Regions from separate parts of the Rattus norvegicus genome. Here region 2 is linked to region 1. A link is a contact called in public Hi-C data. All regions are on one chromosome and are shown on one strand. Each heading gives the region's core, a stretch centred on a gene start, on an enhancer-like site or on the middle of the called end of the contact. The rest is flanking DNA. Distances are from core to core; before and after follow the strand shown. Region 1 has its middle 15 kb from the start of Kcnj1. Region 2 has its middle 49 kb from the start of Fli1.

Region 1 (4,843 bases), core at 1,470-3,969:
GCAGGCAGCGCGCACTAACATTGCATGAACTGCACAAGAAGTTCAGGCAGTGTGTACTGACATGAACTGCTACCCATCTTTAATACAGATTTAGACCATGAGCAAAGCTCTAGGGACCCAGGAAAGAAACACAATGAGAGTTCACAGACCAGGGAGGCTGACAGAAAGCTTCTCAGCTCAGAGGTGGAATCAGCTCAAGGGCCGTCGCCCCAGGGAGAAAGAGGAAGCCTGGGACATGGGCAGGAGGGCAGTAAGTAGTGGACAAACTGGGGAAACAGAGGCAAGGATCAAGAGAACTCTGTGTTCCAGAAAGGGAGATGTGTGCAAAGTCCAGGATATGAGAGGATAGCATAGCGTAGCTATGTTTAACACACGGAGAACTCGAAACTGTGGTCCCAGTAACGCGGAAGGCTGAGAAAGGAGCATCCCTTGAGCCCAGGAGTTCAAGATCAACCTGGACATTAAGAAGTAAGACCTTCATCAAGAACACAAATAAATATAAAAAGGAATGCTTTTTATATCTTCGAAATGTCAAGTGAAAGAAATACAAATTGGAAAAATATAAACATTTTCACTTACATTTTATATTTTGGGATTATAAATGTCATATCTTTATCTGTCTCTATATATATTCATATGTGTATTTATACAAAGACTCCAAAGTAGCCACAAACTCACTCATTTGTTCAATCACTCATTCATTCATTCATTCATTCATTCATCTAGTCATTCATGCAGTATGCTTTGGAAGGCGGTGGTTCTGAGACTAGAGAGAAACGGCTATGAAGAAGGCAATCATCGTGAGCCCCACCTTCCGGAACTCACTTCACGGAGAATGAACATAGAAGACTATGACCCACACACTTCTCCTTTGTCTTTATTATTAGTAGGAATTCCAGTGGCGGTACAGACATCAGGAAAAGCTAGAAGGGGCAATTGGATAGAGAAGGACCCAGTTCAGGAAAGCTGCCTCCAAGAACCTAATGCTAGGAAGGGGAAGCAGTTCCGTGCAGCATCAGAGCCCGGGGTATGGCTCCTGTCCTGGTTCTATTCCCATGGGGCTGTGCCACTTCCTCTCCGTGCGTCTCTGAGAAGAGTTTTGGGAGTACGAGAGCTGAATGGGGGTATCTCTCCACAGATCTGCATTCAGAGGTGTCACATCTGTACCCAGATGTCCACAGTGGTGAAACACGCCCTGGAAATTACAACATTCACATCCCTCCACCCTTGCTCTCTTCAAGGCCCTGCTGTTAAACTTTAGCAGGACACTACTGGGGTGTTAGTTTCTGTGTCGGGCCTTGCCAAGCCCATGACCACCCCAAGAGCTTGTCGTGAATACACTATGCTTGGGCCCCTCTGTAGACTTCTGGGACTAGGGTCTTCAGAAGTCCTAGAAGGTTCTAAAGACAAAGGTATCAGCTAAAAGTTTACTGCCTGATGGAACCAATGGACCGAATGTCCTTACATTCGTGTCCAGTTTGAAAGTGTCTACACGTGGTTGTTATCCAGGGTCCTTGAAGGTTGATGGAAGAAGCGAGGTTACAAAGATCCACTGAGTCATCCCATCCCTATTAACCTGGGTTTGCTCTGCTCAAGGCTACATCTGCTAATCTCTCCACTTTGGCTGCACACTTTCTGCTCCTGAGTCCTGAAGCATCCTCACCCTGAGATGCTAGCCCCCTCCCCCATCCTCATCCCTACCCTCACCCCACCCCCACCCCCACCCGTGACCAGCTGTTCCTCCTCAAGATGCTGTGTATACAGCATGATGGTGAAACTGCAACTGCACATGTCCTGCCATATCCTGGGTTTCTTTCTAGTCGTTGGAAAACCATGCTGTCTCTACAAGGCTGGCAGGGAGTGCGTTGCTTGAAGAGCTATGTTAGACGTAATGGTACGATTTGGGAAGGAGAGGGAAGAGCTGACAGGGAAATACAGAAGCACAGAGGGCTTTAAGTAAATTATGGATTGCTCCTTCACAACACTTTTCTGATCCCACTAACAAAAAGGCCACTGGCTCAAGGGCAGATGCCAAGGCTAGGAATGTGTTCTTCGGCCAAGCAATGGCTGGGGTGGGGAGAAGGGGTTTGTAACTTGTAGATGAGGGAGGAGGCACCAAATCTCTAACACAAAGCCACAGAAGCTCTGGAGCGCGCATGCGCTAGTTCCCTCCCTCCCTCCCTCCCTCCCTCCCTCCCTCCCTCCCTCCCTCCCACTATCCCTCTTTCTCTCTCTCCCTCCCTCCCCTCCCTCTCCTGCCCCCTCTCTCCTAACTCTAACACCTCTGCTCTTACTCCTGACCTTGACACGTGTGGTTCACACCATCTCTTTTTGGGGGGTTGCCTTGCCTCTCTCCTCTCTGGCTCCCTTTGTCACACATCCTTCCTAGGCTTCACCCTTCCACCCTTGGCACCAGACAACTCCTTCTGGCTGCCAGATAAGGGTTCCCCAAACCTTTCCTTTCCTAGTTTAATGATGACCCCTTACACAGTAAACCCAGGAGCTCCCCTGGACAGAGACGTCTGCTCTACCCTAGGCGGAAGTCAGGCGAAATGCAAATAGGACCTCAGGGAGGTTTCAGCCATCTCCTGAACTGACCTCCAGATCTCACACTGAATTAGCATCCTTTCGAGAAAACTCTATCATCACTGCCAGTTGGCGTGGGACCCCTATAGCCCCAGCCGCCCCAGCCCACACCCAGACCTCCTCCCACTCACTGTCCTTCAGCCTTGCCCCACACCCTCCCTAGCCTGGGGCTGTGCCCCCAGCTGCCCCTGCGCGGTCGCCCAGCCAGATCCCGCTCCACGGATAGCGCCTGGACCCCGGGTGCAGGAGGCGAGCGAGCGGAGGGATCCAGCGAGCAGGCTCCGGCAGTCTGCGCCCGGCGGTCCAAGGCAGCGGGGTGAATGGACGGCATCCAGCCTGGCCGGCAATTTGAAAATAAAAATAAAACAGAGGGAAATAAATACTAAGGAGTGCGCCAGAAAGCCAAAACAAATACAATGGCGCAGGCTTCGAGGCCGGGCGTGGGAGGCTGGGGGGCCTTTGTGCCCCCGCCCCCGTGCCTCGCTCCTAATTGAAGAAACACAATCCCGGCCGCCGACCCACAGGCCGACAGGGCACTGCCGACGGCCACAGCCCCGCCCCCCGCCCGCAACAGGGGCCAGCTTGTTCTTTGTGCTGGCAAATATTTATTTTGGTTCGAGTGGCCCCCTTTCCACAAAGACCACCTGGTTGTAATCAATAACACCTATTTTCAGATAATCTGCTGCTCTCTAGGAGAGCCCAAGAACTCACCCAAACAGAGCCCTTTTCAAAGGGCATTTTAAATAGGCTGGATTCACGGAGGGCTGGAGCAGGGACATGGGTAGGGGCCGCGGGAGGGGCAGGGAGACTGGGCCTGGGTGGTCAGGAGGGAGCTGAGGTCTGGTCTGCCAGGTGGGGCAGCTCTGACCTCAAGGGGGTGCTGCTTGATGAGGCGCTGGGGCCTTCCAGGAACCTTTTAAAATAAAACCAACTGGAAGCCTTTATTTTGGCAGGCTAAATGTTACTACAAAGGTAGCTTCTAGAAACTCTGAAACAGCCACCTCTGCCTCTGTTCTCCAAACCCGCATCTATGCAGGCCCCTAGGAAAGAACTGAGCTACCCAGAAGTGCCTTCTAAGCAGCTAAAGGGCTTCGCTCATTAGAGAACTATTAGTTTGAAGGTTTGAGAATGAGGCAAGCTAGAGCTCAAGACTAGCAGGGCCTGTCTCAAACAAGAATAATATTAACAAGGAATGCATGTTCACAATTACGTTGGGTCACATCTGGGGGGTTCAGCAGGGAAGAGAACAGGCAACACCCAGGCTCTGTGGAGCTTGGGGAGTGACGGACAATAAAGGACTTGCTGGGTAAAATATTAGTGTGCGACCCCCTTTGAAAACCGTGAAGTGCTTTGGGTGAGAACAGCTCCCCTTCCGGGTACTCGGTTTCTGGAGAGCAGATGTCAGTGCAGGTGTCCACAGGTAGAGAAGGTCAGAAAGGGCTGCTCGTTCAAATATCCCAGAGGGCACAGGCGCAGGCCAGGAGCCAAGTCCCCTTACTCGTGTCCTCTCAGAGCTTTGGAGCCTTCCGCTATGGAAAACACTGCCTTACGGGTCTTTAAAGGATTAGATGAAAATCAGCAACCAGCTACTCTCCCCCAGCCTCCAACATCGTACTCTAGACCTGGTGGTGATACGGAGTTGTTTTGTAAAATAAAGTATTGGTAGACTTTCAAAAAACTCAATTCTCTATTTTAAGAAGGAGCAGAGACCAAATACCTCTCAGAGGCCAGAAAGCTTGTGAGGTGCCACAGTTGAGGCTGTCTTGGCTTTGTCAGGGTGCCCAGTCCACAGCCCCATTTGGGTGAGGAACCATAGGTATTATTTCAAGGTTCCTGTCTAGCAAGGATAGTGTGTGTGTGCATTCATGTGGTGTGTGTGTGTGTGTGTGTGTGTGTGTGTGTGTGTGTGTGTGTGCTGGGGATCAAAGTCAGCTCCCTGTGCTTGTAGGGCAAGCATCTTACCACTGAGCTCCCTCCCCAGCCCATACCAAGGAAGGTTTATAATATGTTCTACATTCTCCACAAAGCTTGAGCAAGTGCCTGTCCCTCAAAACTCAAAGAACCCACCTCCCATGACATCTTGTAACAGCGTAAAGATGTTCTTTGTTTCTGTGTGGCCAGGTTGGCTGGGTTGTCAAAGAGAGACAGAGTTTGCACAGTGGAGCCTAACAATGAGCAGAAAAAAAACTAATTCTAGACTCTCCCTGCCTTAACCCTTAACCCACGCCTCCGAGCTGCTCTAAAACATTCCTCTTGT
Region 2 (4,344 bases), core at 848-3,347, 180 kb after region 1:
GATGGTTCTGAGTCTCTGGCTTCTCTGCTCTGCTTTGGCTGCCAGTCTGTTCCTAGCCCCACCCTCTGTGCTTCGTTCAACTGGCAGTGGTCTGAACGGCATTGCCAACCCTTGAGTGTCTGTGTTCACCTTTCTCAATTGAGCAGTACACTGTTCTACACTCCCCACCCAACTTGTGTGTGTGTGTGTGTGTGTGTGTGTGTGTGTGTAATGGACTTTTCACATGACCAGCGAATCGAACCCCGAAGCCCAGCTGTCCACTGCTCATTGCTGCCTTTGGTCCCACACTTTAGGATGCAGAGTCACGATAAATGGAGCTTTGAACTACACTGACTTTTTCCAAAACTACAGTTTTATTCCCGAAATGCCTGGTTTCCTAACTCAGCTGGCACCCGTGTCTTCTCATCCGCTCCCTCCCCAGCTTCTTTTCAGTTGGATCTTTCTTCCATGCCCCTTACTGTCTTGATTAAACTCCCCCCACTTGCTTCCAGCTCCCGTCTGCCCTTCCAGTCCAAGGACCTCCAGAGTTCCTCATTCCCATTTAACCAGAAGACTGGCACTCTCGGGATTGTCTTTGAATGTCTACATCTTTTCTTGCTTCCTTCCCATTCAGCTTCTGACAAGAGGGCCCCACGTCTTTCTAACAAATGTCTTTGAGGCTGGACCCCCAGGATCACAGGGAAACCCATTTCTCCTGTCTTCCAAGAGAGAAGACTATCAAAAGCTTTGGCTTTGGTCTACCCCTGGGCTACCAGGTCAGCATTCGAGAGATCTGGGGAAAGGGGGTCCAGAGAAGATCATGTTTCCTTGCTTGGAGTCCTTGAACATACTGGGATTTTGAGGCCAGGAGGCTGCTTGACTTCCCCCTGGGCTTGTGAAAGTCAGGTAGTGTTTAGAGGGCAAATGGTTAGCTTGGGGAGTTCTAGACTTTGTCTAATTTCCCAGCTGCAGAGGTTTGGAGGAAAACACTAGTACTTCTGTATTGGTCCTTGATGTGGAAGGGGCCGTTTACTTTCCTCTGTGTTCACACTGTCTATCCAGGTGACAAGAGGCTGAGCCCAGCTCCACCGTAGTCAAGAGCAGTGCCCTGGCTCCTTAACACAGTTAAGGATTTGCCAGGCTCCTATGGTCAGATCTTATTTGAGCTGAGGCACAGCTTGGTGTTTCCATCTGGGCACATTGTTATGGACATTTGAAAGTAACAGAGATGCTGGAAAGAGGTCCAAGACTCTCCTCTGACACTTGTCACTTCTCCTCTGCCTCAACTGTCAACCACAAGGGTCATCCAATATGGCTGATGAACATTAGCTACCCTCAAACACTTTACATGCTTCGAAGAAGAACTGAGGAACACCACTTGTAACATTCTAGTTTTCGTTTGCTTGGTCTTTGCTTGGTTGTTAAGTCACCTCTGAATTGGAGTCTAGTGAGACTCAAAATCCCATGGGGTGGGGACAGAGATACTCCATGGACTTTAGACGAAAAGTCCTTACAGGCTTCCCTAGGCAGCCTTTGTAATCATCTTTACACCCAACAGTCTTCGGCAAAGAGGAGGGGCGTGCCCAGCCTCTTCCTTGGTGAGAGTTCTGGAAGCCCACTTCACTAGTGTTCCTTATGGAAAAAGAGAGCTCTGCTTTGCGTGTTACCAGGAGGAGGAGCCTTAGCAGCGCAGACAAACCCTTCCCACCCCACTGCTCCCACCTCGGACTGAACCCTGTGCCCGTAGTACACGCGTCCTCCCTAGACCTCTGCTCCAGTGCTCAGAGAAGCTCATACAGCGCCTCTTCTGCCAACCTTCTAGTACTTCTACACAGGGCCTTTCTCTGCCGTGACGTCACTCTCTAACCTGCACCCTTGTGCCAGCTTCTCTTCTGCAGTCATCTCTGAGTGTCTAGGGGATGCGGTTCGTGTCTGCCCATCTCGGTCCTCAGCAGCTTCTAGGCAAAAGGCTGGGCGACCAGGAAGATGTCTCTTAACTCACGATAGTCCAGAACTCAAGGCAGAAGAGACTAGGAGGGGCTGCCTATCCGCTAGCCTGTCTTAAATAGCAGTACCTCAGGACAAACGCGTAGTTAGCCACCTTGTACCACCTGCATCCGGCCAGCAGGGGTCGCTACAAAGCAGAGTTCGTGTCTCTGCTGTCAAGTGATGGAGCCTGCAGGAGGAGAGGCCTTTGGCTGAAGGGAGGTCCTTGCTCGTGAACTTTTCTGTTCTGCGAGGTCTCTTTTTGAAGAAAAAAAAATGCCCTTTGAATGTAGCTTCCCCTCTCCCAAAGAAGACAGGTTTTCAGCTCTGTCCTCTTATCCCAAACTTACTTGGCCTTTTCTTAAAAACGCACCGTGCCTAGAGGGACTTATTTTTAAGTAACATGCATATAGCACATGTAGTTGGGAAGTGCTTTCTGAACTCATTTCCCCCTCCAACTTTGAAGGTAAATATCAACAATAAAGAATTTTGAATAAAAAAAGAATACTAAGGATTAGGATTTGCAGTATCCATATCTATATATCTATATATAAAAGTCAGATTTGGACAACATGCAGACTGTCCAAATATCATTTACTGGCTTTTTTCACTGTCAATATGACATTTCATTCCTGTATTCTTCCCCCACGGTGAGAAAATACCATGCATCTGTCAGACGGCATTATCAAAACAAGAATAAACATTGGAGAGGGTTTGGGGAAATGGAACCTTCGCACTGTGGATGGGGATGCAGAAAGATACAGCTACCATGGCAACCTAAAACCACTGGTGACCCAGGGATCTGCTTCAGAGTCTTTTCTTAGATGAGCTGACATCAGCATCCTGGACTGCATTCTCCTGTCTCCTGCGACATTATTGATAGTGGCTAAGGTGTGGAAAAATATCCTAACTATTTTTGACAACTAAATAGAGCAATCGAACACAGCAGATACTTACCATGAAACATTGACTACCTTGATCGACGGAGGAATTCCTATCACATGAGACAGCACAGATAAAACCAGGGACCTGCCTCTTCTGGATATACCGAGAACGAGAGTCTAACTCAAGTCCCTATTAATTGTAGGGCCAGCCACACTGTATCTTCTTTGCTCTCCCAGCACAAGTACAGTCTGTCAGTGAGCAGGAGTCCCAGTGCGCAGGGTTATTGGGTCTCCAGGCCATACCACCTGGTCTCCAGCCTTGTCAGCTATGAGACGGGGTAATTATTAACTCACCCTAGGCCCGTTTTCTTGTTGTTACAAAGCTGATAATAACACACCACAAATCACAGGGTCTGTAAGGATTAAATACTATGGTGCATGGCGAGAGCAAATAAATGGCAAGGCAGTAAAGAAAAAAAAAAGACAACCCTTTCCCCCAAGACATGGCTCCATACACTCTAGTCTGGTCTTGGATACTTTATCTGTAGTAACTGGGTGTGTCGTTATAGTTCTCTAAACACAACTGTGTAACAGTTACCTACACAATAGTTATGTTGTTTAAAGCATTTGGAGCCTGTATGGACTCTACTCTTTGAGAGGGGGTCCTGGAACCAATTTCCTAGAGAGAGCAAAAGATGGCCATATCTTAAATTTTATATTATGTAAAGAGAGAAATTGAGTCAGAGGCTAAGTGACAACCCCGTGTGGGACTTGATTCCAAGGCCTGTTTTATGCATAAGCCCAACCCCTATTCAACTGTGTGGCGGGCACACCCACATCAGCGTGGTGTGGCTGGACTGGATTAACAATACAACCATTTGGTTTTGTTACACAGGGAGTGGATCCTGCCTAGATGGAAACTTGTCCTCGTCGGCCAGGCATGGGGGGCTGCGGGCACCATATCCTTTTGTCCTGTACCTCTCCTTGTTGGCCTTAAGAGGGCGCCATTGAGCCATGTTCTTCAAGTTCCAGGCTCACGAACTCCACAGTCCAATATGAAATTTCACAGCATGAAAAAAGACAAACTCAAAGGGCTGAACCCCTAACTGCTGAGACTTTTATCTTTATGAAAAAGCAGATCTTAAAAACAAACTCCCTCTACTGCAGGAACCAGAGGACTTTGTCAGAAGTCAAGGTTACTGCAACCTGTGGTTTTCCCTTTGTTTTGCTCAATCTACTTTATAGAGAAAGATACAAAACTGTCTTAAAACAAAACAACACACACACACACACACACACACACACACACACACACACACACACACACAGAGCAAAGAGAAACACAGCAACTTTGAAGACAGAGTCAAGTGCAGGCTGCAGCCTTAACCTTGTCTGGGAAGGTGTCTTAGAGCTTGTCTCTCCATGACAGGATAAAACAAATGTTTAACTCTGCTTAATGCTAAGAGGAATGTAGCCTGTCAGAGAACATAGCAAC

What was found. Hi-C and Micro-C count contacts between places; a contact is called where the count stands out from the background.
Region 2: a Hi-C map of the Rat2 cell line shows a contact between it and region 1, with 8 times the contacts expected there. The contact joins two enhancer-like sites. A contact is called at or near these places in 6 of 12 Hi-C or Micro-C datasets (the A7r5 cell line, the Rat2 cell line, Schwann cells and 3 more).

Annotation. Positions count from the first base shown.
Region 1 is chr8:39,073,777-39,078,619 of GRCr8, forward strand. No RefSeq gene overlaps it. Among named protein-coding and RNA genes, the nearest start is that of Kcnj1, 15 kb to the left of the region's middle. Within about 2 kb of position 2,720, at least 4 of the 93 cell types and tissues checked have an H3K27ac peak or open chromatin away from gene starts, as enhancers often do.
Region 2 is chr8:39,255,079-39,259,422 of GRCr8, forward strand. No RefSeq gene overlaps it. Among named protein-coding and RNA genes, the nearest start is that of Fli1, 49 kb to the left of the region's middle. Within about 2 kb of position 2,098, at least 1 of the 93 cell types and tissues checked has an H3K27ac peak or open chromatin away from gene starts, as enhancers often do.